Regions from separate parts of the Danio rerio genome. Here region 2 is linked to region 1. Evidence: chromatin contacts called from public Hi-C data. All regions are on one chromosome and are shown on one strand. The core of a region is the stretch at or near the end of the contact, and the rest is flanking DNA. Distances in the headings are between cores, read along the strand shown. Region 1 overlaps foxp4 (forkhead box P4). Region 2 overlaps LOC137496650 (a long non-coding RNA gene).

Evidence for each region. Hi-C and Micro-C count contacts between places; a contact is called where the count stands out from the background.
Region 2: a Hi-C map of hematopoietic stem cells shows a contact between it and region 1, with 2.5 times the contacts expected there. The contact joins two enhancer-like sites. A contact is called at or near these places in 5 of 18 Hi-C or Micro-C datasets (caudal fin, embryo, hematopoietic stem cells and 1 more) and 1 of 4 datasets of contacts at active chromatin or transcription factors (caudal fin).

What each region holds. Positions count from the first base shown.
Region 1 is chr11:24,188,780-24,194,571 of GRCz12tu, reverse strand. It overlaps foxp4 (forkhead box P4), which reads right to left. Exons shown (of 18, transcript NM_001199491.1): 16 at 5,107-5,173; 17 at 671-843. Among named protein-coding and RNA genes, the nearest start is that of mdfi, 25 kb to the left of the region's middle. Within about 2 kb of position 3,056, at least 17 of the 62 cell types and tissues checked have an H3K27ac peak or open chromatin away from gene starts, as enhancers often do.
Region 2 is chr11:24,326,070-24,331,861 of GRCz12tu, reverse strand. All of the region lies in intron 7 of LOC137496650 (a long non-coding RNA gene), which reads left to right. Among named protein-coding and RNA genes, the nearest start is that of tfeb, 91 kb to the left of the region's middle. Within about 2 kb of position 2,406, at least 3 of the 62 cell types and tissues checked have an H3K27ac peak or open chromatin away from gene starts, as enhancers often do.

The DNA.
Region 1 (5,792 bases), core at 1,807-4,306:
ATTTCTAAAAATAATAGTTTTAATAACTCATTTCTAATAACTGATTTATTTTATCTTTGCCATGATGACAGTAAATAATATTTGACTAGATATTTTTCAAGACACTTCTATACAGCTTAAAGTGAGATTTAAAGGCTTAATTGGGTGAATTAGGTTAACTAGGCAGGTTAGGGTAATTAGACAAGTTATTGTATAATGATGCTTTGTTCTGTAGACAGTTGGAAAAAAAAATTGCTAATAATTTTGACCTTAAAGTGGTCCATAATAAAAATAAAACTGATTTTATTCTAGTTGAAATAAAACAAATAAGACTTTCTCCAGGATAAAAAAAATTATCAGACATAATGTGAAAATTTCCTTGCTCTGGTAAACATCATTTGCAAAATATTTTAAAAAGAAAAAAAAATTCTAAGAGGGGCTTATAATTCTGACTTCAACTGTATGTGTCTGTGTGTGTGTGTGTGTGTGTGTGTGTGTGTGTGTGTGTGTGTATAGTATATTAGGAGAGCACAACTGTTTTCAACTTTGATTATAATAAAAATGTTTCATGAGCCAAACAGCAAACTTCTGAATGAAGTGTTACTTTCATCAGAATCAGAGATTGTGGTAAAGCATCAGTGTCACACGTGCTTTATCATAACTGTACAAGAGATCAGTTGAGTAGTCTCACCCGTACTGATGTGGAGAAAGGCCGGGGCTGCAGCTGCCGTTACTGTTGACTTGTTCAACGGTGCTGCTGACATCATCATGGCCAATGTGCAGCATGTTGAGACTCGCACCTGTGCTGTTGTTCATCAGCGTGGGGCTGTTCAGAAGACCAAGACTGCTCTCCGCCAGCGCAGCCTGCACAACACAACATTACACCATTAAGAAAAGTTAAGAGGAGAGGTCAACCAAAATGAACATTTACTCATCAGTCCTTTTTTAAAATCTGCCTTAATTTTTTCCCATTCTATTATATTCTGAAGAATGATGGAAACTAGTAACTACTGATTTTATTATCAACCGCTGGAAGTCAATGGTTTTCAATATTCTTTAGAATGTAATAGAATGGGAAAAAATTAAATAAAGATAAATAAAGTAACTTAAAAAGGTTTGCTATATTAAAAACAAATAACAATTTAAGTGTACCGAATATGAACATTTCTATTATTACAAAAATAATCAACTTAAATATACTTTAATTGCTCAGCAGAAAGAAGATCAGAAGACAAAATTGCTACAATTGTCGGAATTAATTATATCTCTTTAATTAAAACATAATAACCTGCAACAATCTTTAGAGAAATATCAAAACAAAGACAGCACAACCAGTTTTAACATTAATGATCATTAAAAAGTTGACTAAACACCAATTTAACACATTAAAATAAATTCTAAAATATACACTGAAACTAATATTGATAGAAGACGAAAATTCTTTTGATAGTTCCTTCAGAAAAGCACTAATTACATTTTAATTTTTTTTTTTACAATAGAAACCACTTATTTTAACAAGTTTAATTATTGGTTGAATGATTACATTTTATTCTATACAAGATAAAAAACTCACAAAGTTTTGCTACAACTTGAGTTTGAGTAAATGGTGATAACATTTTGGATGAAGCATCTCTTTTTTAACACTGTGAAGGGTCAAGATAAGTGAATACAGTTTCCTTTAAAAAACTGAGGAAAATTACTCTAAGTTTAATTGTTTTTTATTTTTATTTTCATTATTAAATGTCTTTAAAGTTGTTAAAAAATGGCAGCAGTGTTGCAGCAGGTTAGATTGTTTCACCACTAGGGGTCTCCTTACTTCCATATAACAGTGCAGAACGATCACTGATACCACATTCACACATATACAACCCCACACGCGCACACACACTCTGGTGCTCTACATCTTTAACCCACTGAATGTGTGTATATATGTTATGATAAGTGTTTTAGCATATTATTTTTTTTGGTAATACCCATTTGATTCTTTGAACTCTTTATTTAGTAAATATTAAATTAAAACAAAGTAAAAATATGTAATATTTAATTCATAAAATATTTATTTTTAATTTAGTTTATTTTACCCAATGCAAATCATATGACGATGATACAAATTTAAGAAAACACAATATATATTTTGTATTTATATTAATAAAAGGGTACAAGTAAAATATAACAAATCTATTCAAGGAAATGATACATTCGGATATCTTAATTTAGACATCTTAATGAAATGTAGTTCATTATAGTGAGAGAGAGAGAGAGAGAGAGAGGGAGAGAGAGAGTGAGAGAGAGAGAGAGAGAGAGAGAGAGAGAGAGAGAGAGAGAGAGAGAGAGAGAGCTGACAGAAAGAAAGACAGGACAAGAATAGATTGTTAAAGGCAAATTCATAGTGATTCTGTAGAGAGAGCAAGTGGTGGCAAGAAAGATGATCAGGCTCACGCACAGTTTAACTGTTGTCAACTAAATGAGGCCTATTTTTTGTTTTAAACTAAAATAAACTAAAACTTAACTAACTAAATTCAGATGAACAGCGCAGGTGAATTTGTTTTGCTCATATCTGTATTCTAAAGCATTTTACACACAGATTTGTCCATACATAAAGTGACTAAAAGTATATTTTATTTATTATTCTAAATTTTGTTTCCAGCTGTTCATAGTTCTTTCTGAATTATGGAGTGATAAAATATCCCACTATACACTCTGTAAAATCCTTTGACTCTAATGCATAAAAAAATAATAAAGAACCAGACTGATCTAATATTCAGATTTTAAATAAGTACATATTTAATTCCAATCCATAATTTGCATATTAAAACAACATTTTTATAAACTTGTAATGCATACTTTTTTAATTCTTAATGCTATTAAACAAATGGGGAAGTAAATATTAACAAATATTTAATAAAAATTAGTTACATTTACCCTAAAAGTATGATTAACACTGCCATCTAAAACACACACAAACTCAGCAGATAGACATCATTCTCTCACACTTCGTCAGGCTGTTGTTGTGCACACTGTGTGTCTGCTCTTTTGTTAAAGGCTAGTTTATGTGTGGCCTTTTCAGGATGAGCAGTTCCATTTCCATAGAGATGGCCTGCAGGGTCAGAGTGGGACAAACTGGGCCAGGCCGGAGAAACTGTGTGTGTGTGTGTGTGTGTCTGTGTGTGTGTGTGTGTGTGTGTGTGTGTGTGTGTGTGTGTGTGTGTGTGTGTGCGTGTATGTGTGTTGGCCTGTGATTAGCTGGGCTGTTTGTTTGTCAGCCGCTGACACTGCTTGTCCTGAGAGGAGATGGATGGGCACAGACCTGACAGAGCGCCACACACACACTCACACACATACACAAACCCACACACACACACCCAGACCAGGACGCAAGCTAACAAAGGCTAACCTCCCATATCCATCTCTGTCTCGTCACACAGGGAAAAAAAACACACACACACACAGAGAAAACACAAACGCACAAACTCAGAGCAGGGCTGCGAACGCTCCGAACGAGAGTTGCGGTGACACCGGTGGATTCAGGAGATTTTCTAGGACAGACACTAATTTTATGCTGTGACCTTCATTGACAAATATTTGACGCTATAAATCACATATGGCTGCGTGTGCGATGGAGGGAGGAGAACGGAGGAGGTTTGGGAGAAGCAGCTAATTAGAGGAAGAAATTGTTATCAGTGCCCTTGTGTGCTTGATCTGTGCAGGATTCTCACATTTTTTCTTTTCTTTTCCAGGAGCTGTAAAATGATTTGGAGATTCAAGAATAAATGACTGAAATAAACTTATAAGACTGTTCGGCTCACATTTCAGATGTCAAGTTCTAGCTGATGTTTAGTAGACAAAATATTTAAGAGCTTTCATGAATTATAGTTTAGAAATGCTGATGCCAAAGTAATGGGTGAAATGTAGATTTTTTTTTTCATACTTATTTTATTTTGGATCGACTCAATAACAAATCAATCAGATCAGACTATGAACCAGACCAAAAATACCGCAATCACAAATCAGAATATGAAAAGGCAGATTTTTTACTTAAAATTAATATTTTGAATGCAAAAAAGTGAATATTGGGTAAAAAGGAAACTATACATTTCTATTTTGAATTTACCCAAAAGTTTAAAGTTCATAACCAATATATTCAATTTCACTGTATTCTGTTGTTTATTATTTTTTAATGGTAAATGTCATTTGTAATGTTATTTTACATGTTATGTCATATTTTATAGAGGACAAAAACATGCAAATGAATAAATAAATTAATAATTAAATCCACAAATTCCTGCAAAAATAAATAAAAAAAATAAATAAATATGGAAATAAATAAATAAATATAACCCCCAACCCCCCATTTTTTATTATGTACTTTTAATTATTTATATATTTATTTATGCAGGAATTTGTATATTTATATATGCATATATTTATTTATTTATTTATTATTTTATTTATACAGGAATTTGTAGATTTACATATACATCTATTTATTTATTTGCATATTTATTTATTTATTGTTTATTTATGCAGGAATTTGTGGATTTATTTGTTTATGTTTTGTAGGTTTTGTTCTCCATAATATTTTTTAAATTTTTTTATTTATTTATTAGTAAATAAATACAAGTCCAAGTGTAAAAAATATAAACAGATATAATAAAAAATCTAATAATGAATATAAATGAACATGAATAAATAAATAGTTCATACATACATATACAGTGCTCAGCATATATGAGTACACCCCCACAGATCTCTCAGTTAAATTAACATTTTCTATAGGATACAATATTATATTTGTGCATATACATTGGATAATACGGTCCTGAAGCCAAATCTGGAGCTCATCTAACAAAATAAATTACAATAATAGTAAAAAATAGTAGCCCAAATTTATATCTTAGAGAAAAATATAAAATTACATTCTCAAAAAATCTTTCCATTTATCTTTTCCAATGTTTGCAATAACTATTAAGTAAAATCATTCAGATCCCAACCAGTTCATCAATGAATCATTTACAGTGATTTACATTGTACATCAGTTCGATCAAATTACTGAAAAGGAAGGAATCATTAACTCTCAAACTAGACGTTCTACATTTTACAAAAAGTTTTCAAAAGTAAGAGTCTCACCTGATAGCTGGCATTCAGTGAGCCAAATCCCAGTCCAGAAATCATATTTTTCACAAGAGTGGGGCTTCTGGGAGCAAAAAGAAAAGAAAAAAGATGATGAATTAGATGCGCTGGATTTCAACATAACACACCAGACCAAACTGTGGATAAAAAACCCTCCTTAACCTGTGAAAAATGCTGAGGCACTATTCTGTTTACAAGAGATAAATAGAAAAGTTAAACAATAGAGACTAACACATGCATTCTGACACAGCATATACTGCACACACGCACACACACTGTAATGTGGTGTGCAGGCCGTCGGCTGGGTAATTTGCCGTCGTCTCTCTGGCAGAGCTTGAGACGGCGTGTAACATCTGTTTGTACAAATGCAAGCAGGCAAGCTTTTTTGCAGTGCATCTGCTCACAATGTACCCTAAACAGTGTAGACACAGAAGGGAAAAACACACAGGCGCACAAACACACACACACATGCACGCGCGCACTGCCAAACACAAGCAGGGGAGGCACAAAAGAGACCTTTGTGCTTTTGACTAGAGAGTCAGTAATAGGGTAATGATGGGAAGCCCATTAGGGTAATCATACATGCCAATAACGATTATAGCCTCACTTACAGAGCAGACCTACAAGCTCATGCTTTAGCTACAGAAATAAAAGCATGTTTTGGGGACTTTCACTCAATAAAT
Region 2 (5,792 bases), core at 1,157-3,656, 140 kb before region 1:
CCCACAAACGTAGTGTGTCTTGTAGTCATAGTGTTGGGGGCATGTTTAGAAGTATGGTATGAGGACTGTTTTTGCTTCCATGGCCAATCGAGACAAACTGATTTGTCTGTATTTAAGGTTTTATATTCACTTTCTTTTTTTATTCATTCATTTTCTTTTCGTCTTAGTCCCTTTATTAATCTGGGGTCGCCAAACTTTCTTTTTTATTGCTTATTTTTTTTAATGTTAATTTTTGCTATTTTTATCATAATGTTGGTACATGTTTTTAAATTCATATGAGACCATTTTTTGAAATAAATGTATTTATTTATTTAAATTTTTTTTTAAATAATTCATTAATGTAATTTTTTTCACAACACTGATGATTTTTTAAACTATTGTGGGGCCTTTTTTACATTTAATGTTTCCACTTTAAAAAAATATGTATTTTTCATTATATATATATATATATAAAAACATATCTACAGTTGAAGTCAAAATTACTAGCCCCCTTGAATTAGTAGCCCCCCTGTTTATTTTTACCCCAATTTCAGTTTAAAGGAGAGAAGATTTTTTTCTACACATTTCTAAACATAATATTTTTAATAACTCATTTCTAATAACTGATTTATTTTATCTTTGCCATGATGACAGTAAATAATATTTGATTAAATATTTTTCAAGACATTTCTATACAGCTTAAAGTGATATTTAAAGGCTTAACTAGGTTAATAAGGTTAACTATGCAGGTTAGGGTAATTAGGCAAGTTATTGTAAAAGAAAAAAAAAAAGCCTAAAGGGACTTATAATTTTGACCCTAAAATGTTTTTGAAAAAATAAAAACTGCTTTTATTCTAGCCGAAACATCAAGACTTTTCCTTGTTCTGTTAAACGTCATTTAGGAAATAATTAAAAAAATAATAATTCAAAGGGGGGCCAATAATTCTGACTTCAACTGTTTATTCACACGTGTGCACATAAACACAAACAAAACACAAATACAGTATGTGTGTGTGCACAAGCTCATGCATGCATCTGTGTGTAAAACACATTCCTAACCTCATGCAGATCGATGGGGGCTGATCATTTCTCTGTGATGAGCTGTGATAATTAGGGGATTAAGACAAAGGAAAGTTGTATAACCTTATTTTTTTCACCTGCGATTTTTCACTTACATTGATCATCTTATATTTTGTTCCCAGAAATCAGAGAAGATCTCTACCTTACTCAGACCATGCGTTAGGGCTTCCCTTACCATAATATTACTCAAACATGAATTGCAGTAAACACCTGTCAAAGGTGGGAAAGCATTTTCTCTTGACAAACAAGTTTTCTCAACAATGGCAGGGAAAGATTTAAAGGTGTCAATACTTTTTCAAATAATTTAAACATTGTCAGTAATATGTAATGATGTTTTAATCTATTGTGGGGCCTTTTTCCCATTTAATGTTTCCACTTAAAAAAAAAAAAAATTCGTTTAATTAAAAAACAAAAAACAATTCATTTGGTTGATTTTAAAGCATTTTTCGTGTTTTTATTTTTATTTTTTTGCTTCCTTTTTCACAGTACGCTATTTCTTTTTTATACTGAATTTTTTAGTACACTCATATAAAACCACCTTCATTTATCCATTTTCTTGCTTTTCCAAACCCATGCTCTTCACCTCAATAACCCAAATAACTCTGTACATCATAAAAGTAGTCCATACTGAAAACCTTACTCTGCAGGGAATTCTATTGTGTGACTTTAGATGATTTAGAATAAAACAAGTTGTTGGACCATGTTTATGGTGCATATGCATCCTTTTAGAAGCTCGCTAAGCTCAATCCCCATTCACTTTAACTGCACCAAAAAAAGAGCAACCTGCACATTTTTTCAAAATATTTCCTTTCATGTTTTACAAAGGAAAGTAATTAATATAGATTCAAAATGAATGCATAAATGATAGAAATGGTCATTTGTACATGCACTGGTCCTCAACACATCACACCAGATCTCCATACACTAGTCCTGCAGACCAGCTCTGAAGTTTGACGTATTTGATGAACAGACCTCAGCGAGCCGCGTTTTACTCCTCTGACTCAGTTCTAATGGCTCCGTCAGCGACACGCTAATGAAAGATTGGACTAATCACAGCTTCCTTCCATGTGACTGAAGTCTTCTCAACCGCTGTTTTAGCAACACTAATTTCTCCGCCAATACTTTTTTCACTCTCTCCCCTCTTCCCTCGTTGTCCTTTTAAACGTACGCGAAATGATTCTGTTAGTGTATCCGCCAGCATCCTCCATTCACCTGTCAAATGACACAAAATACCAAATTGCTCTCTCTTTCAGGGCCTCTGGAAGCTATTTGTACAAATGCAGCGAGCAAAAAGAGACGATTGCTTACAGTGCGCGCTCATCAGGGGGTGACATGCAGACAATAGGGTTTGCTGTGGGGTAATTGCAGCCCGTTGGGGTGTCAGTCTGGCCAACAAAAATGAGCCTCTTCTCTCTGGTAGATGGAGATCTTTGTGGACAACAGGGGGCAGTGTTGAGTCGCTGTAGTTTCTGTGCATGTTCGTGCTGTTTCGGATGATGCTGGCAGGGGTCCAGGAGGTGGACTGAGGCAGATTAATTACACTTTTTCAATTAATGTTCTAATGACGAACTGTTGTGTATTCTTCCGATAAGCATGTGTAATCTATGTGTCGAGGGGGCTGATTGGAGAGATGGTAGTGTGAGAAGAAATAATATTTCATATCTGATTGGGGTGAATGGAGTTAGTCGCATCTGTCTTGACCACTCAAGAGATGCTGACCAGTGCATCTGTTTGTAAACTGCTGGATTTTGAGTAATAGTCCTTGTGATTGAGATTCTCTGTGAATGTTGTTGATGATCCAGAAAAATTAATCTTTTTCATTGACTGTATCCCCCAAAGGTCTTTAACTGAATTATAATGTATGATCTTAATATTTATGTACAATAATTGATGATATATGTGGAGTAACTTTGACGTTTGGGGTCAGATATATGAAATATATTTGTAAAATGATCAAATTATTCATAAAGTCTTTTGATCTGAATTTCTACACAGAATACAAAAAGAAATTAACCTCAAACTTACTAAAACCTTAATCTAAAATCAAAATGAAATGGAAAAATCTAACAATTATTTGTGTACAAGTGTAGTCAGAATTATTAGCCCCCCTGTTTATTTCCCCCCCAATTTCTGTTTAACACAAAGATTTTTTGAAAACATTTCTAAACATAATAGTTTTAATTACTCATTTCTAATAACTGATTTATTTTATCTTTGCCATGATGAAAGTAAATAATGTTTTACTAGATATTTGTCAAGACACTTCTGTACAGCTTAAAGTGACATTTAAATGCTTAACTAGGTTAATTAGGCAGGTTAGGGTAATTAGGTAAGTTATTGTATAATGATGGTTTGTCCTGTAGACTATTGAAAAAAATAGCTTAATTTTGACCTTAAAATGTTTTTTTTTTTTTAATTAAAAACTGCTTTTATTCTTGGTAAAATAAAACAAATAAGACTTTCTCCAGAAGAAAAAAAATATTATCAGACATACTGTGAAAATTTCCTTGCTCTGTTAAACAAAATTTTGGGGAATATTTAAAAAAGAAAAAAAAATTCAAAGGGGGGCTAATAATTCTGAATTTAGTCAGCATAAATGAGTACACTTTATTTTGAAAATGAATATTTTTATCCATTTTTCAGTGAATGTAGGTAATATATTTTGGTGCATTTGAACAAAACAGATTTATTAAACAGATACAAACACACACACATAATTAACTGGCAGCAAATTATTTAACCGAGGCATTGGTTCATGTCTCTGATTGGTTGTGTGGCTCTTAACTAAATTTGAATATAAGTAAACTGTTTGTATGTTTTTCTCTTTATCGTTGACAGTTATCCATCATCCTGATTTATTTGCTGAAGGAGAAAAACTCAGGGTTGTCTCTGGTAATGAATATTTAGCTCTAATTTTAGATTCACAATTGACCTTCCAAAAGCATGCCAAGAAGGTCATTAAAATTGTTAAATTTAATCTGGCCAACTTCAGGCATATACAGTACGACCTTACTTGACTAATAAAGCAGCAAAACTTTTTATGCACTCCATGATTTTTTCTCATATTACACATTGTCTTACTAGTTTGTTACATGCTAGTCTTTGTCACTTCATACAAAGACACTTAAAGTCAGAAGACTATGTATCATCATTGTAATATAATACAAAAAAATGTATTGAGCTTTGATAATATAAAATATTTGGCTGATGCTATGATTTTTAACATTTTTAATGGATGTGCTCCACCGTTATGTGAATTTGTGACACACAAGAATAATAATGATCGAGCAACATGATCCATTTCAAGAGGAGACTGTGCTGTGCAGTTTAGATGTACAACTTGTGCACGGTCAGTCTTCTCAGTCAGAGACAGTCATTTCTGGAACACACTTCCTCTTGATTTAAGGGGTATTACAAATTATTTAAATAAATACAAGTTAAAGAAAAGAAGAGGCTAAAGGCAAAGCAAGTTTGTAATCATGTGAAATTATTTTCTATAACTTTTTATGAAATTCTTAGTATGTTTTATCCTTTTGTTGTATGTATTTTTTGTAGGTGGGATAATGTGTTTTTTTTTTACTTTAGATTGCCTTTTTAAAATTTGCCAGGGGTTAAGGTTAAAATTTGTCTTTGTGGCTACCTCTGGCTTATTTACAGTTTTACTGTTGAATAATGAGCATTGTCACTGTTAAATTAGTTGATTAATACAAAAAATACAAGTACACAAATTTATATGTCAGGGAAAATATTGAGTACAATGTTTAGAAAGAGAATCAAGAGAAACAAAAACTATTTTAAAAATTGTAGTTTGTAATTTATTTTTGCAACATTTTGCTTGAATTTAAATGTATGATCTTTCTATTTCTAAGGATTTTTTTACTAAAATATTGTTGTTGTTTTTTTAAATGCACCAAATATATATATTACCTATGTTCACTGAGAAATTAATACAAATATTTATTGTTTATGGTTAGCACTTTATATATTATATATACAGTATACACTTTTCACATTTAATTTACACATTTAATTTCCCTCTAAAACCAAAAAGTACTAACCTACTGACCCCAAACTATTGAAATTGTCAGGAAATAAGTCATGCATGAAAATGATTCAGCCCCGCCCTGTTATAAATCTCAGCAAAGGAATTTAAAAATCTAAAAAATTATAATTACATATATGTGACGATATCAAATTTTTAACTAAAGACAGTAGCAGTATTAATAGTAATTTTAATACGTTTAATAATTAATAATTATAATAATAAGTTTGTGTTAAACCGGACAAACATTTATTCTCTGTTTAAGTCAAGAAAGCTATTGTAGGCTTTTCAGTGTTTTTCTTTCAGTCTGATGTAAAGAAAAAAATCTAAATACATTTTATTTTACAATTTGTGTCTGTAAATGTCAACATATTTTTAAAAGCCATTTTTTTCCTGTTCTGAGCCCAAAATCCCAACTTCTGCAGCACATAAACTAAACTTCACATTCATTCTTGAATATGCCTGATTCCTAGAACTTCTCATTCTACAAGAAATGTTCAAAAAAGTGAATTAATATAAAATTAAATTTAATTGGGGTGTTTATGTTGAGCGCTGTGTTTATTATATAGATAGTATACACCTTTGTCACATTTAATGAACAAATATAATTTCCTTCTAAAACCAAAAAGTACTAACCTACTGACCCCAAACTATTGAAATTGTCAGGAAATTAAGTCATGCATGAAAATGA